Linked DNA regions of Drosophila melanogaster: region 2 is linked to region 1. The links are chromatin contacts, called in public Hi-C maps. All regions are on one chromosome and are shown on one strand. The core of a region is the stretch at or near the end of the contact, and the rest is flanking DNA. Distances in the headings are between cores, read along the strand shown.

Region 1 (7,117 bases), core at 3,144-5,643:
TAACAACCGACGACGTCCAGGAACCCCGCCGCCTCACACAGTCGCACCTGGAAACGGAACCGCAAGCAGCAGGAGCATGACCTCCATACCCGCCAATCTGTCTAGCAATAATGTTGCTGGTGCAGCAACCTTACCAGGAGCTGCGGCACCGCCAGAGAAATATACATGGCCGAACTCCAAGGACGATTACGAGCTGAGGGACGTCATTGGTGTGGGTGCCACAGCCGTTGTCCATGGGGCTTACTGTATTCCAAGGAACGAGAAGTGCGCCATTAAGCGCATCAACCTGGAGAAGTGGAACACATCGATGGACGAGCTGCTCAAGGAGATTCAGGCCATGTCCTCCTGTTTTCACGAGAACGTGGTGACCTATCACACCTCATTTGTGGTTAGGGAAGAGCTCTGGTTGGTGCTAAGACTTCTAGAAGGCGGTTCTTTGCTGGACATCATCAAGCACAAGATGCGAACGTCCAACTGCAAACAGGGTGTCTTCGACGAAGCCACCATTGCCACGGTACTGAAGGAAGTCCTAAAGGGATTGGAATATTTCCATTCGAACGGGCAAATCCATCGTGATATCAAGGCCGGCAATATTTTGATTGGTGACGATGGCACCATTCAAATCGCTGACTTCGGTGTGAGTGCATGGCTGGCCACTGGCAGGGATTTGTCCAGGCAGAAAGTGCGCCACACCTTTGTGGGCACACCGTGTTGGATGGCTCCCGAGGTGATGGAGCAGGATCATGGCTATGACTTTAAGGCGGACATTTGGTCCTTTGGAATAACAGCTATCGAAATGGCCACGGGCACTGCACCATACCATAAATACCCGCCCATGAAGGTGCTAATGCTGACCCTGCAAAATGATCCGCCCACCTTGGACACGGGTGCGGACGATAAAGATCAATATAAGGCGTATGGCAAGACATTCCGCAAGATGATCGTCGAGTGCTTGCAAAAGGAGCCATCGAAACGTCCCACGGCTAGTGAGCTTTTGAAGCACGCTTTCTTCAAGAAGGCCAAGGATCGCAAATATCTCACCCAGACGTTGCTGCAATCTGGGCCCAGTATGGAGACCAGGGTTCACAAGGCGGCGAAACGCCAACCAGGAGCCTCGGGCCGTTTGCATCGCACGGTGACAGGCGAATGGGTCTGGTCTAGCGAAGAGGAGGACAATGGTGGCTCTGCCACCGGTTCCGGAACAGGAGACAGAAAACATCCATCTTCGGACTCGGATTCCGAGGATAGACCCATGAATCGATTGGAAAGAGCCGACTCATCGGACAGCGACCGGGAAGAGCCTTCTCCCGAAATAACCCACAGTGTTTCCTCAGCCACAGTGACGCCTGGAGCTCCAGCTGCTGCTGGTGCTGGTGCAGCCCAAGAGCTAACAGCTGGCATTGCTCAATTACCACTACCTAGCGAAGCGGCCGGCGAGGCGCCACCAGTCAATCTTGTCCTTCGCATGCGCAACTTGCGACGTGAACTTCACGACATTCGCTTCGAGTTCGTTGTGGGCAAGGACACTGCCGAGGGTATCGCTACAGAACTGGTAGACGCCGGACTCGTTGATGCGCTGGATACCCAACCGATGGCAACGCATCTGGATCAACTGATAGCTGCCAGTGCAACGATGAAAACGATTACTTTCCAATTGAGCTCCGGCGTGCAGCCGGGCGAAGTGCCCGACGAACGATCACTGGTGGGATATGCGCAGATCTCCATCACGGACTAGTGATCTGCCACGGAGCATGCATCACAGCCAACACAACCCATCACAAGAGCATCCCAAACACCAACACCTTCCCTAGCACCATCCCTAGAAAACCAAGCCAGTCTGATGATGATACGTAAGGCCAGGAGGGTAGGGTTCGGGATCATGGATTTTCCCGACTGGAGCCGTTTCTGTTTGCTGCTTTTAGCACTAGACTAGAACTAACTGTATATGCTAGTGATAGATCTTAACGCGAGCCGATCGTTTACCACATAGAGAAACTATCTATACACACGGTATATATGCTAAACAGGATGGGTCGATTTCAACTGATATATTGATATATTTACTATTCTGCTTAAAGTTTTTTTCAATTGGTAACCCCCTATAGTGATCTAAATTGTACTACAACTTTAATATTAAATACTGCAAATTGTTCTTGGGATTTTATATATGCTACCATGGAAATCGGCCCGCCCTGGATTTGTATATATGCTTTACGTACTATATAAATCCTATGCGCATTGTAATTAACCCATGTGCCCAGCCCACTTTTCCCTCGCCCCGCTAAAGTAATTGAAGAATCGTGTACTTATTCGTTTCGTTTGTCTTTAAGTAGCTCTGTACATACACCCCACACGTATATATATATATATATATTGTATGTCTATATATATATATAGCTCTTGGTTTTAATTAGCCCACTGAAATCAGTAGATCCTGATGTAGTAGTCCTGCCTTTATTTATCATTTACCAATCGCTCACCCGCCAGGCGTCTTTAATTTATTCTCTAGCAATTTAAACTACTAATTTTTAAATCGTAGCGCCTAAGTCTTGTTTTTGTTTTACTCTTATTATTTTGTATTTTATTTTATCATTAATTACCACTACTCTGAATACCTACACTAAATGATGTATGAGTTTTCCGATAAGATCGCAAAGGATTTAAACTTAAGTGAGGCCAGAGAGAGAGAAGAAAGGAGTAGAAACTATGATTCAAGCTCTGTAAAACTACCTTGAAGTAAATCGTAAATCAATTACTTTAAAAATGAATAATTTTAAACTTCGTATAGTAAAAAAGGAAAATTACAAAAAAATAGAAACGAAAAGGAATTTAGTTTTGTGTTTTCATTGGAATGGAATTGGTTTTGTTTTGGTTTGGTTTTGGGATTCCAGTTGGAAAAGCATTGTTTACTTTTTAATTTAAATCAAATTGAAAGTTAATTTAAAAAAAAAACTCCTTTGCAAATATTCATCTTTATGAAGCTCAGAAGATGACAGAATAAGATATTCTTACTGCTTAAGCATTCTTTGGCAGAACTAATAATGAATAAGTAACAAGTACAGTGAAGCATTGATTGGGTGGACTTTGTCCTAGCTCACGTAATAAAGAAGCCAGTGTATGCCTGTAATTTTAGACTTTTTAAAGAGCATTGCTGGGCTGCCAGCCACTAAACGAAGAATTTTAGTCCTAGAAAAAAAACCAATACTTGCTAGCGTTTTAAATGCAAAGACCTCTTAGATACTTAGCAATAAAGTTGCTGCAACAAATTAATTTAAATGGAGTTTTAACCCAGATAGACTGTTATCAATTGTATACGAGAAACTCGAATAAAAATCACATTTGGCTCCTAATAGTTATGATATTTACATATGTATGTAGGTACAAAATTATCAAGTGGAAAGTTTCGAAAGTATACATATATCTAGGATCTGAGGATTTTGCCATCAAGCTACCATCTACGAATTTCTGCTACAACAATTTCAGCCATGTCCGACTACTTCGAGGAACTGGGTCATGAACCCACTGGACCACTGGGCGCAAACGATTTGGCCAGAAATCTAAAGCGCCTTCAGGTTTTGGCCATCATGAATGGCATCGATATGGAGATCGAGGTGCCAGAGGCCTCCAAGCGAGCCATTCTGGAGCTACCAGTTCATGAAATCGTCAAATCGGACGAGGGCGGCGATTTGGAGTGCTCTGTGTGCAAGGAGCCAGCTGAAGAGGGCCAGAAGTACAGGATCCTTCCATGCAAGCACGAGTTCCACGAGGAGTGCATCCTGCTCTGGCTGAAGAAGGTACATACATACGTAGATAAGTTATCAAAATAGAATCTTATGCTTATGTTTAAAAATGTTCCTATTAACTATATTCTGTTTTGAATCTTGCAGACGAATTCCTGTCCTCTGTGTCGCTATGAACTGGAAACTGATGATCCTGTTTACGAGGAGTTGCGCAGGTTTAGGCAGGATGAAGCTAACCGACGGGAGCGGGAGAACACTCTTTTGGATTCCATGTTCGGCTAACTTGGAGTTAATCGATTCGACAGCGGTATTTGGTCAAATTTGTAGTATGTTAAAATAAAGGTGCTTAAGGGAAAAAAGTCTTTTATTGGGAAGAGATTGGTGTCGTCCGTTTATTATGTTAAAGTAAGTATAATTATCTATTTATTTGGAATATGCCTTTTAAAGAGATCATTTTTGAACTATTCACTGACAATGCCCATCAAATACTCTTCCCACTTTTACTGAGACTAACTGTTCCCACTTTATTGATAATTGCCTTCGATATTTTTTGGAGCAATCTTATCGATACTGTCATCGAAGGGCTGCCATCACCATCTCCCTCTTCCTTTTCGCCGGCGTGCTTGAATAACTGTTCTTCGTGTGACAGCTTGGAAGTCGGGAATTAAATAAAAGTGTAGTAATTAAAGTGCAGTATTTCCCGTCGGCTCGTGCTAAGATTCGATCATGATTGCCGACGACAGTGGAATAAAGCCCTTTGATCCCAAGTTTGTGGCGTCCAATCTGCAGAATCTTCTGCGGTGCCCAAAATGTTCAAAATGTTTTACTTACTTATACAATACGAACTCTGAAGAAGGTAAGTGCTCAACTGTGTGGCATAGGAATTTGGCCAAACATAATTGGCTTTTTCAATTCATAACTTTTTAGACTGTGGGGGGCTACAATTGGTATAAGCAATGGCAAATGCTGCATCACTTATTGAACAAGTGTTGCCACCATGAAAGCTTGACAAGTTCAGGCAAGAAAAATGGAAAATAGTACAAGGAGTGTAAAAACGTTAACTAAAATGTAGTAAAAAGGCTGCTGGCAGCTTGAAAGGTTACTTGTTAAATGAATTGAAACATATTTAAGAAAAATAAGAAGCCAGAGCCAAACATGAAGAGCCGTTTTGAAGATACTCACTCACATTACTGCAAAAGTTTTTCCGTTCACTTTGGCGTCTGATTCTAAACAGGTGTACAGTAATTTTACATATGTATGTGCATATGTATATATGTATGCATGCACAAGTTTATGAATGTTTATGTTGGGTAATGAAATAAACCCTGCAGTTCAATTTTTTTTAGCACAAATATTGTTCTCGAACCAATTAATATTGTCAGATGGGATCTAAACGACTGTTTATTTCATATTTTGTTAGTACGATATTTTCAAAGCTTAACTTGAAACCTGCTTTTAATCAACAGACAATCATCGTCCCTTTCTACTGGGATGCGGTCATACTCTCTGCGAGAGCTGCTTGTGGAACGATCGCCTGGATCCGAAGTGCGCCGTGTGCCATAGTCCAGCTCCTCCTACGATTGTGGCCAAGAGATCGGACTGCAAGTCGGTCGCCAATTTGCGCGATTTGTACGAACTAAACTACCACGTGCTGGGTAGGACCAGTAGCCTCAGCTACCTTCTGCCATTTGCCAAGGACTCGGCAAACCAATCGCTGAGCCCCAGTTCGATCAGCGAGATTGTCCAGACCGTCAAGTGCAGCGAGTGCGGGAATGCCACTGCCAGCGGAGAGTGCAGGCAATGCAATGCCTTCTACTGCCGCCGTTGCTTTGATGCTGTCCACAAACGTAGTCGCGTACTAAAGTCGCATATTTTTCGCAATTCTACGGAACAGGACAGTAGTTTCAGCAAGAAACTCAGAGTGGGGGATCAGTACTTCACATTGCCGAGTCAGAACCTTTGCATCCATCACCGAATGCCCAAAGACAAGTACTGTATGAAGTGTTACCGATCCCACTGCCAAATTTGCTCCACCGTGCATCATAGCGGGCATCGCATACGGAAGCTAATCGAGATTGTTAGTATAATTTTTGAAATATTGAAACATTTCCCTGCCATATTTGTATATGTAATTGCTTATTTAAATGTTCTGAATAAGATTTTAAGCACGTTAGTTTTGAGATCTACAATATGGTTTCAAATGCTAGCTTACAAAACGTACATGCTTTAGAATTTACATATCTATGAGGTACACATAAATTGTGGCATTGTACTTATAAATCCATTACGTTGCGCACTAGCAACTTGAAATATCGTGATTAATCTAATAATAATAATCCACCTAATATTAATTGATTTCTTCCACAGAATCAAAGCTATGCTTCCGAGATTCCCACGACTTTAAACTCACTCAACATGGCTCATATTCATGTCCTCAATGGCAAACAGGTAAGTGCTATGATCGTTTTTACTTACTTGTCAGATTTTATTTCACTATAGCTATAGGTATGTATACAGTTGCATTTACAGCTAGCTATTTACAGTACTTGCTCGCTAAGAATAATTTAGGGATTATACAACCAAGTCGCAAACAAATTTCTCATTACAAATATGGCAAGAGCTATTCATCCTCTCCACAAAATGCTCATTTGCTACTGCTCTTGATGGGCATTAGTTGTCCGGTGTTTCCATCGGTTTTGATCTCGATTACTTCCAGCTTTTCCACGCTCACCTTTGTGGATTCACGCGTTTTCTTCTCAGCTTCCTTAGTTTCCCTTAGACTTTGCAGGTGATCCTCCTCTTCGCTGCTGCCTGGAGCTGTTGGCTCAACTTCGAAATCAATCTCTGGCAGCGGTTGTGGAGTGGAGGAAACTACGATTGGTTTAAGGACAAAGGACTGCGTGTCCTGGGTGCTCGTGGGTGCCATTATAGTTGTGGGTGCGGTCTGGTCGTACGTATCGTAGGTCCCACGCTCCGAAATATCATCTATCTCATCATCGATCAGCAAGTTTTTCTCAGAGCTTTGCTCATAGACCTGGGCATTTATTCCGCTACCATGTTTCGGTTCTGGCTTGTGATTTTTGGGCAACGCAGGTAGAGTAGATGGTGCTTCTTCGGGCTTCTGTGCCTCTTGGGCCGCCTTGCGTTGTTTCTCCAGGCGCATCTTCTCCTCCATTTCCTGGAATTTCATTGCCAGATACCTTAAGTAAATGACACGTTTGTTAATTAATACTTTCGAATCATATAAGAGTGTCTTACTTATCCACAATAGGTCCGTTGTAGTCCTCGGGGAACTTTGGATTAAAAGGCAGAATGTACTTGTAAAGTCGTTCGTTCAGCACATAAAGTTGTGCGGTTGTTGAACATTTGACATTGAA
Region 2 (6,543 bases), core at 976-3,475, 340 kb after region 1:
GGAAGTTCAAGAAGTACCTGATGGAGCGCCAGCGGCAGAAGAGCACTTACGTTAAGCAGGAGCAGGACTGAGATTCTCGTAGCCATAGAATAGAAATTGCGGAGCATAAGCCTGTCATAGTACCTATCGTCGTCATCCAATTGTTTAGTTAGTTAAGTTGTCGTTGAAGAAGTCGAGAAGCAGAAATCAAATTTCCATTTCCATGTGGACATCAGTTAAGCCACTTATTAGGCATAGTGATGGCGCCCATAGTGCGCGAGGAGTGTTTAACTTTAATTTTACTTTTATTATGTTTGAGAAAACTAAAAAATTTTTATACCCACGGATATGTTTTTCGTCCAAAGCGTAATCAAAAAAAAAAAAAGCACAACAAAAAAATGATTACGAGTTCGTATGTTTTAACCCCATTGATGAACAAAAAAAAGTTTAAAAAATGTCAACAAAAAAATATGCTATTGTTAAGAACAATTGAAATGTATATTTTACAGATATCAACTTATATAACCGTAATTGTTTGAATAAAAAGCATGTTTCAATAAACGTGACAAAATCAACTAACTTTGTATATTTGAATGGGTTCTATAACGTTCTTCATTTTAATGATTAAATGTTACAATTTTATTACAACCATTTTGTATTGACAGACACTAGACAAAATTAGATTTTGATATCTTTTATTGGATTTTAAACCATATTCATATAATCGTAATCTAAGCATTGCACCGACTTAAAATTTTGATCAACTGCCTAACGGAATTAACTAAATGGGCAAAGTAACAAGTTGGGTATAGACTCAATTGGAATTGGAATTTGACCCCAGCGAAAACGGCTACTGGGGCACGACAACTTCGCGATTCGAGATTCAGCCGATTGTGCGGGTGTGATTCACGGCAATTACTCCACCACTTGGATTTGATTTGAATGGGATTGCGGCAGTGCAATTTGCTAGATCTTCGTTGCGTGTGGTGGCAGTAAATTGCGATAGCTGCTGCTGTTGGGTAAACATTTGAAGTGGCTTCGCGCGTCGCGTCTCGGGGAAGTGGATTTCGGGGCAAGGATTACATTTACGCCTGCTGCTCCTTAGACCCGTAATTGTAGTGAAGGAAGCGAAGACCCTGGATCGATTGGGCGGTGGCATTGGTAGCGTGGCAGGCGAAGAGCAGCCAATTCCTGGGCTGGACCTTGTAGGCAAATCGCATAAAGATGCACGAGTACAGGGTCAGAGCTGGAAAAGATCGAGGATAAGCATTTCTGGGAGACTTATTTACATAGGCAAAGGCACAGGACAAATTATAAGCAAAATTTGTCATAATTTCCATTACATTATGTGCATATTGCCTCGCTGGCATCTTATTCCGATGGAATCGGATTATGGAGTAAAATGGACAAATTGTGCTTAGTTTTTTCTCTGTGCAATCTTATCGGCAGACGTTTCGACAGTTTCCGTATCTGGCTTATCAGGCATTATAGAGTGATTTGTTTAGAACATATCACAGCGGCTCTGATTACGACATCTTAAGCGAAAACTTTCGATGCCAGTCGCGCGTGTATGGATGCCAGATGGAGGCCAAAACCCAAGGGGGGATATCCTTACCCAATGTCATTTTGCCGGAGATGAATTTGGGACTCTTTTGTGTGTCGGCGAGAGCAGCCACCGGAATACCCCAGTTGGCCACCGGGCCCCAGAAGTGGGTACTGTGGATATAAAAAGCAATATTTACAATAAGTCATATAAGGCCAATTGATAACCAACAAACAGACCTCATAAAGTAATCCCGCCACTCCTTTGAGGCCGTTGTGGACATAGCTCTCCTGATCGACATGATGCTACCGCTTTGCTAATTGAATATATCTGACCAGAAATGTTAATCAGAAGCGCACCTGGTGGAATAATTTAGATTAGATTGCCATTGCCGCGCAATATAAATCCGAAAAAAATCCCCTCAAGGTCTTACAGGTTGTTCGCCGTGTTGTTGTTGTTTTTGTGGTGCCAGCTGTTGTTGCTGTTGTTTGTTTACCGCCTGGAACACCTTGATCGAAAACACGAAGAATTTGGAACTGCAGGCCGCGTTGCAGGTGTGTGAAGTGTGTGCCTAAATATTCACAAGCTAGGATATATTTTTTGTTTATGTGTCGGCCGTGTTGTCACTCCGAAAGTTATATAAAATTAGTCAAACGAAAGGCATCAACGAGTTTTCTCTGCCGCGTCGCTGTCGCGTCGGAGTTATCGATAGCCCGTACAATCGCCACATCCAAGGGTCACACTTAGAGATGGACGTCGAATGAAGCGAATGCGATAGGTTTTAAATCTTTTTTTGAAAAGTGGTTAACATAACCTTCAGCAATATTTTAGTTGGGCAAATTTGTGCCCAGGCACTATGCTAAGACTTTTATTAATAAAATATTTATAACAAAAAAATATTCTAGCATTGTAAACAGTGTAAAACAATACAATGCTTTCAAAGCTCTACGCATAAATATCAAGAAATCTAGTATATTGATATTTATATTACATTATTAATATTAACTTAAATATTTATAAAGTCAATCGAAAATTAAACATTTAATTGCTATTCTAAAACGAGTTTAATCTTGTTGCTTTTTCATTTAAAATCCTGTAAGTTATACCGATATATTACACTATCGTTGAAAGTCATTGAAGCGCTTGATCGGTGTCAGGCATATACTGATCGCTGCAACACTCGACTCGATTTGCAATCTCGATAGGCTTGTCGCAGGGACTTCCCTCCCTATATCCGCCGAAAAGCGGATGCTTGATGTGCATTAAGCCCGCTAATTACAAGTGGACGTAATGTGTGCATTTGCAACGCATTTGCTGAAGTGCGGGCGCCACGGTTTTCAAGTGGTTAATCCACCACGCGCTTCCGCTCTTCACTTAATACGCGCTCTTCCGGCTCTCTTAAAAGGACCAAGGCGAAGAGAATTGGGGCGATGGTTTCTGCGCCGACAGCCTGCGCCTGAGTCCTTGGCCGCGGCGGCAGAAGACCAAAGCAGCACAACCAGCAGCATCCGAGTGCGAAGCAACCAGCATCCAAAACCGAATCCAAAACTCCGGCTCAGTGTGAATTTGCGACTCGAGAGCGACGGCGGCTCAAAGGAAACTTGGCTCGGTAAATAGTCCTTATCGAAGGAATCCTGGCACCAACAACACACCACATCCTCTGGCCAAATAACAACAACAACAACAACAAAGTGAAAAAGCGGAATAGGCAAATGGAAATTGTGTTGGCAGTCGATGCCGCTGCTGACTTCGCTGCCACTGTTCTGCCAACTTGTAATCCCCGTGTGTGTCTGTGTGTGTATGTGTGCGTTTGTGTGCTGTGTGTGTGCGTGCGTGCGAGTGTTTATATGTGGTCAGTGTGCCATTTTGCAAGCATTTTCCATGTGCGGTGCTTGGGAAAGCTAAAGAAAATTCAAATTATGCCCAAAGAAACCAACTCCAAGAATTGCCAAAACAAAGACAGATTTTGCTTCTTTAAATTTTTAAATGTTGACTACGCGTCATCAGTTGCCGCAGCTTCAGTTCAGTAAAACCTGAAAAGAAAAACCATTTGAAGAAAAATCAATCCTACACATAATGGTCACTTTTTTTTGTATTCCCACATTTGTTGCTAGTAAGCATGAAATTTTCGTACATTTTCCCCAGTAAGTCTGCCAAAAATGTTTTTCCACGCGAGAAAAAAGGAAAAGTTTAAGAGAAAACCAAATGAGCCGCTCCCAAAAAATCCGAATTTATCAACAAAAACAAGAGCAGAAGCAAGAAGAAGCGTGAAAATGGGGAAAAGCAAGAAAGAGCAACCACAACAACAGACAAAGAAAAGCGAGAAATATAATTGAAAATCAAAGAAAGGGAAACACAAAGCAACCAGATTTGTGAATTTTTTTAAAGGGATTTTTACCAGTTTTCTAAGTAGCGGAAGTAACTATGTGAAATGGGTGTAAAATAAAGACATACTAAAACTTGTGCTCAACTAACATTAAAGCGATTTATATAAAATAATTAGAATTAGGATTCAATATTAAATCCCAAAAGACCAAGAATGGTAAATGATTTCATTCGTAAAGCAAAAGGTGAAACACGTAAAAGAAAAGATGTATGAAACAAACACTCTGTTTGGGGTATAGCAAATATACATGTAGACCAACCATATAGGACGACCTACTTAGCGGCCCTTGAAGGTCTTTGTCGTTAGCTGGACACTTGTGTTTTCCTGGGCGAGATTTGCCGGACATAATTACTCGCTCCTGGTGGCGCATCTTGGCATCTTCGAAATGTCCCCAAAATGCCTCAATTGAATAAGTGCCAAATGGAGGCAAATAGCTAAAAAGGCTCCTCTTAAGCGCACTTAAGCGCACTAATCCAGTGCGACTGTGTACTCCGTACTATGTTGTTAAAGTGTCCGAGAGCTAAACAGAATCCAAATCTGTTCACTTGCTTGCTGTTGATTCAATCAAGCGCAAGACGGCACAATCATCCGCACCCACACAAATGCAGAGAGCTCAATGCAAATTGAGTTTATTGTTCGGTCAATTGAGGCGCACTCGTAAGACATTTATTTTATGGCCCGTAAGCAGATGAGGTGATTTGCGTTTAGTCGCCCGACTGCCACCCGTGCGAGGAGTTCGAGATCCGTGGCAGCACAATCATAGTGGACCGCCCCTTAAAAGAAAATCCTTTGATTTCTACAGGAAAGTGTCTCGAGTGAGTGAAATGCCAAGCTGAGAAGTGGAGAAACCAAGTGCTAAAGCAAAAGTTTACAACCAAATAATAATACCAATGTAATACAAAGCAAACGAAAGTGTTCAGCAACAAACATTCCTCGCCCCGGTCACTGGATCAGGATATATATATATACACATACAAATAGCAAAAAAAAAAAAGGATACGCATACGGATAAAGATAAGGATAAGGAGCCATAGATGCAGCCCTAAGTAAGTACGACTGCAATTAGCATTAGCTTAGCCACTAAGTCGTCAATCGAGTGTTTCAGTTTCCGTTTCAGTTTCGGTTTCCGTTCAGTTTTTGGCTTTTCCTACCAAAAGGGCGTGTGTTTTGTATCCTCGCCTCTCAGCATCTCTCTTTGCGTGTGTGCCCGTGTGTGTGTGTGTGACGCTTTCTCTCTAGCTTTCGCTTCTTGATGTTGTTGTTGCCGTTTTTCATTGATGTTGATAGCCTGGTACATCATCAACTTGCTGCTCGGCTGCGCCTCTTTACTTTGTGTGTAATAAAATTGATGATAAAATAAAACTGGATAATGGGTGATTTTCGGTCTTCGTATTCGTCTCCTCGAGAGAATTGCGAGCTGAGCGCTACCACAGACGGCAGCCAAAGCCATCACCATCAGGCAGGAGCCAAGAGTTGTCAAGTCCGTTGTTTACCGTCTCTCATTTTTGTGGTAAAATAGCAACACACACACACACACATATATACTCGCACAGAAAACCACACATTTCTCTTTTGTCTCTTCCCTGGACTTACACCACGTTACTACAAACACACACACGCACTTTCTCTTTAGCGCTCTCTCTCTTTCTCTCTCTTCGTGTGTCCTTTGTGGGTTACTTGGTGTGTGGGTGGGTGTAGGGGGCTGCATACTGTGGCTGATAAGAACACTGCACAGTTGTTAATGGCTCTGAAAGCTTGCAACATTTTAATCACGATAATAGCCTTCGATAAGAAGTTAATATCAATCGTTGTACAGGAATGCCAAAGTACAGTGAAACGTGCAAATGTCCTTATATCTAAAACAACAAATATTAAGAATTTCTGCACTTTGTAATTATGTTATTTTTTCATTAATTTATCAATATATTTTCACATGCCTTAAGAACGAAATGTACTTACCGAACCGGAAGTCAGTAGCTTCAATTTTCTATAAAATTATCTCCACATCATATCTTATCTTTTATACATTATATATGTATACGATAACCAAATACAGCAATTCTCTGCGTCTCAAATCAATTTTTAACACATACACTGGTTGGAGATAAAAGAAAACGAGTAAACTGTATTTGCCACTGGAGATGGGACGAGATAAATACGTGGATCTAGAGTGAAAATCAGGGGGCTATCATCGGTTGCTCCCGCCCCCCAGAGGATGCCGAACTGCGAGGAATGGGAGGACATTAAGGGAGCACACGTTCCATCTTAGCCGGATGCTGGCATAATTTGGCCGTCGTATCGTATTTAGCCGGGTTAATTACCTAACATTGTGTTGATGGCTGATGGCTTAAGCGTTTCATGGGACGCCATAATGTGGCCGGCGTGTCCTGGAGGCGCTTTTTAAAACGCTGCCAATTGTTGTTGCTGCCACTGGCAATTGCACACGCAGATTGGCCGCAATGGTTTCTTGGCCGCATTGAGACTTCCGGCTTGATGCCGTGGAAATGACTGCGATAAGGTTAAATATTTAATAGGTTTTCCGGCTCCTTCAACTCTTGCTTGTTCCATGTTTTCTGCTCCTTGCTCTTTGCTCCTTGCTGGCTGCTCTCAGATAATTTCTCTAGCGACAACTGTC

Evidence for each region. A called contact is a pair of places that touch in the nucleus more often than the background predicts.
Region 2: a contact with region 1 is called in a Hi-C map of the Kc167 cell line, with 4 times the contacts expected there. A contact is called at or near these places in 2 of 107 Hi-C or Micro-C datasets (the Kc167 cell line and eye imaginal disc).

The regions. Positions count from the first base shown.
Region 1 is chr3R:18,586,634-18,593,750 of dm6, forward strand. qin reads left to right here and starts at 4,394. Exons shown (of 10, transcript NM_142478.3): 1 at 4,394-4,596; 2 at 5,207-5,817; 3 at 6,108-6,188. The coding sequence starts at 4,467. CG7694 reads left to right here. Exons shown (of 4, transcript NM_142472.4): 3 at 3,484-3,794; 4 at 3,888-4,093. The coding sequence starts at 3,486. The coding sequence ends at 4,022. fray (frayed) reads left to right here. Exons shown (of 4, transcript NM_001300466.1): 4 at 1-2,826. The coding sequence starts at 77. The coding sequence ends at 1,735. It overlaps CG14304, which reads right to left. Exons shown (of 9, transcript NM_142474.4): 8 at 6,999-7,117; 9 at 6,168-6,940. The coding sequence ends at 6,385.
Region 2 is chr3R:18,926,434-18,932,976 of dm6, forward strand. Mpc1 (Mitochondrial pyruvate carrier) reads right to left here and starts at 2,226. Exons shown (of 4, transcript NM_001275791.1): 1 at 1,956-2,226; 2 at 1,762-1,881; 3 at 1,595-1,695; 4 at 563-1,225. The coding sequence starts at 1,823. The coding sequence ends at 1,065. CG42613 reads left to right here and starts at 2,763. Exons shown (of 19, transcript NM_001260256.1): 1 at 2,763-3,131; 2 at 4,711-4,954. Xrp1 (Xrp1,) reads left to right here. Exons shown (of 5, transcript NM_142504.4): 5 at 1-416. The coding sequence ends at 71.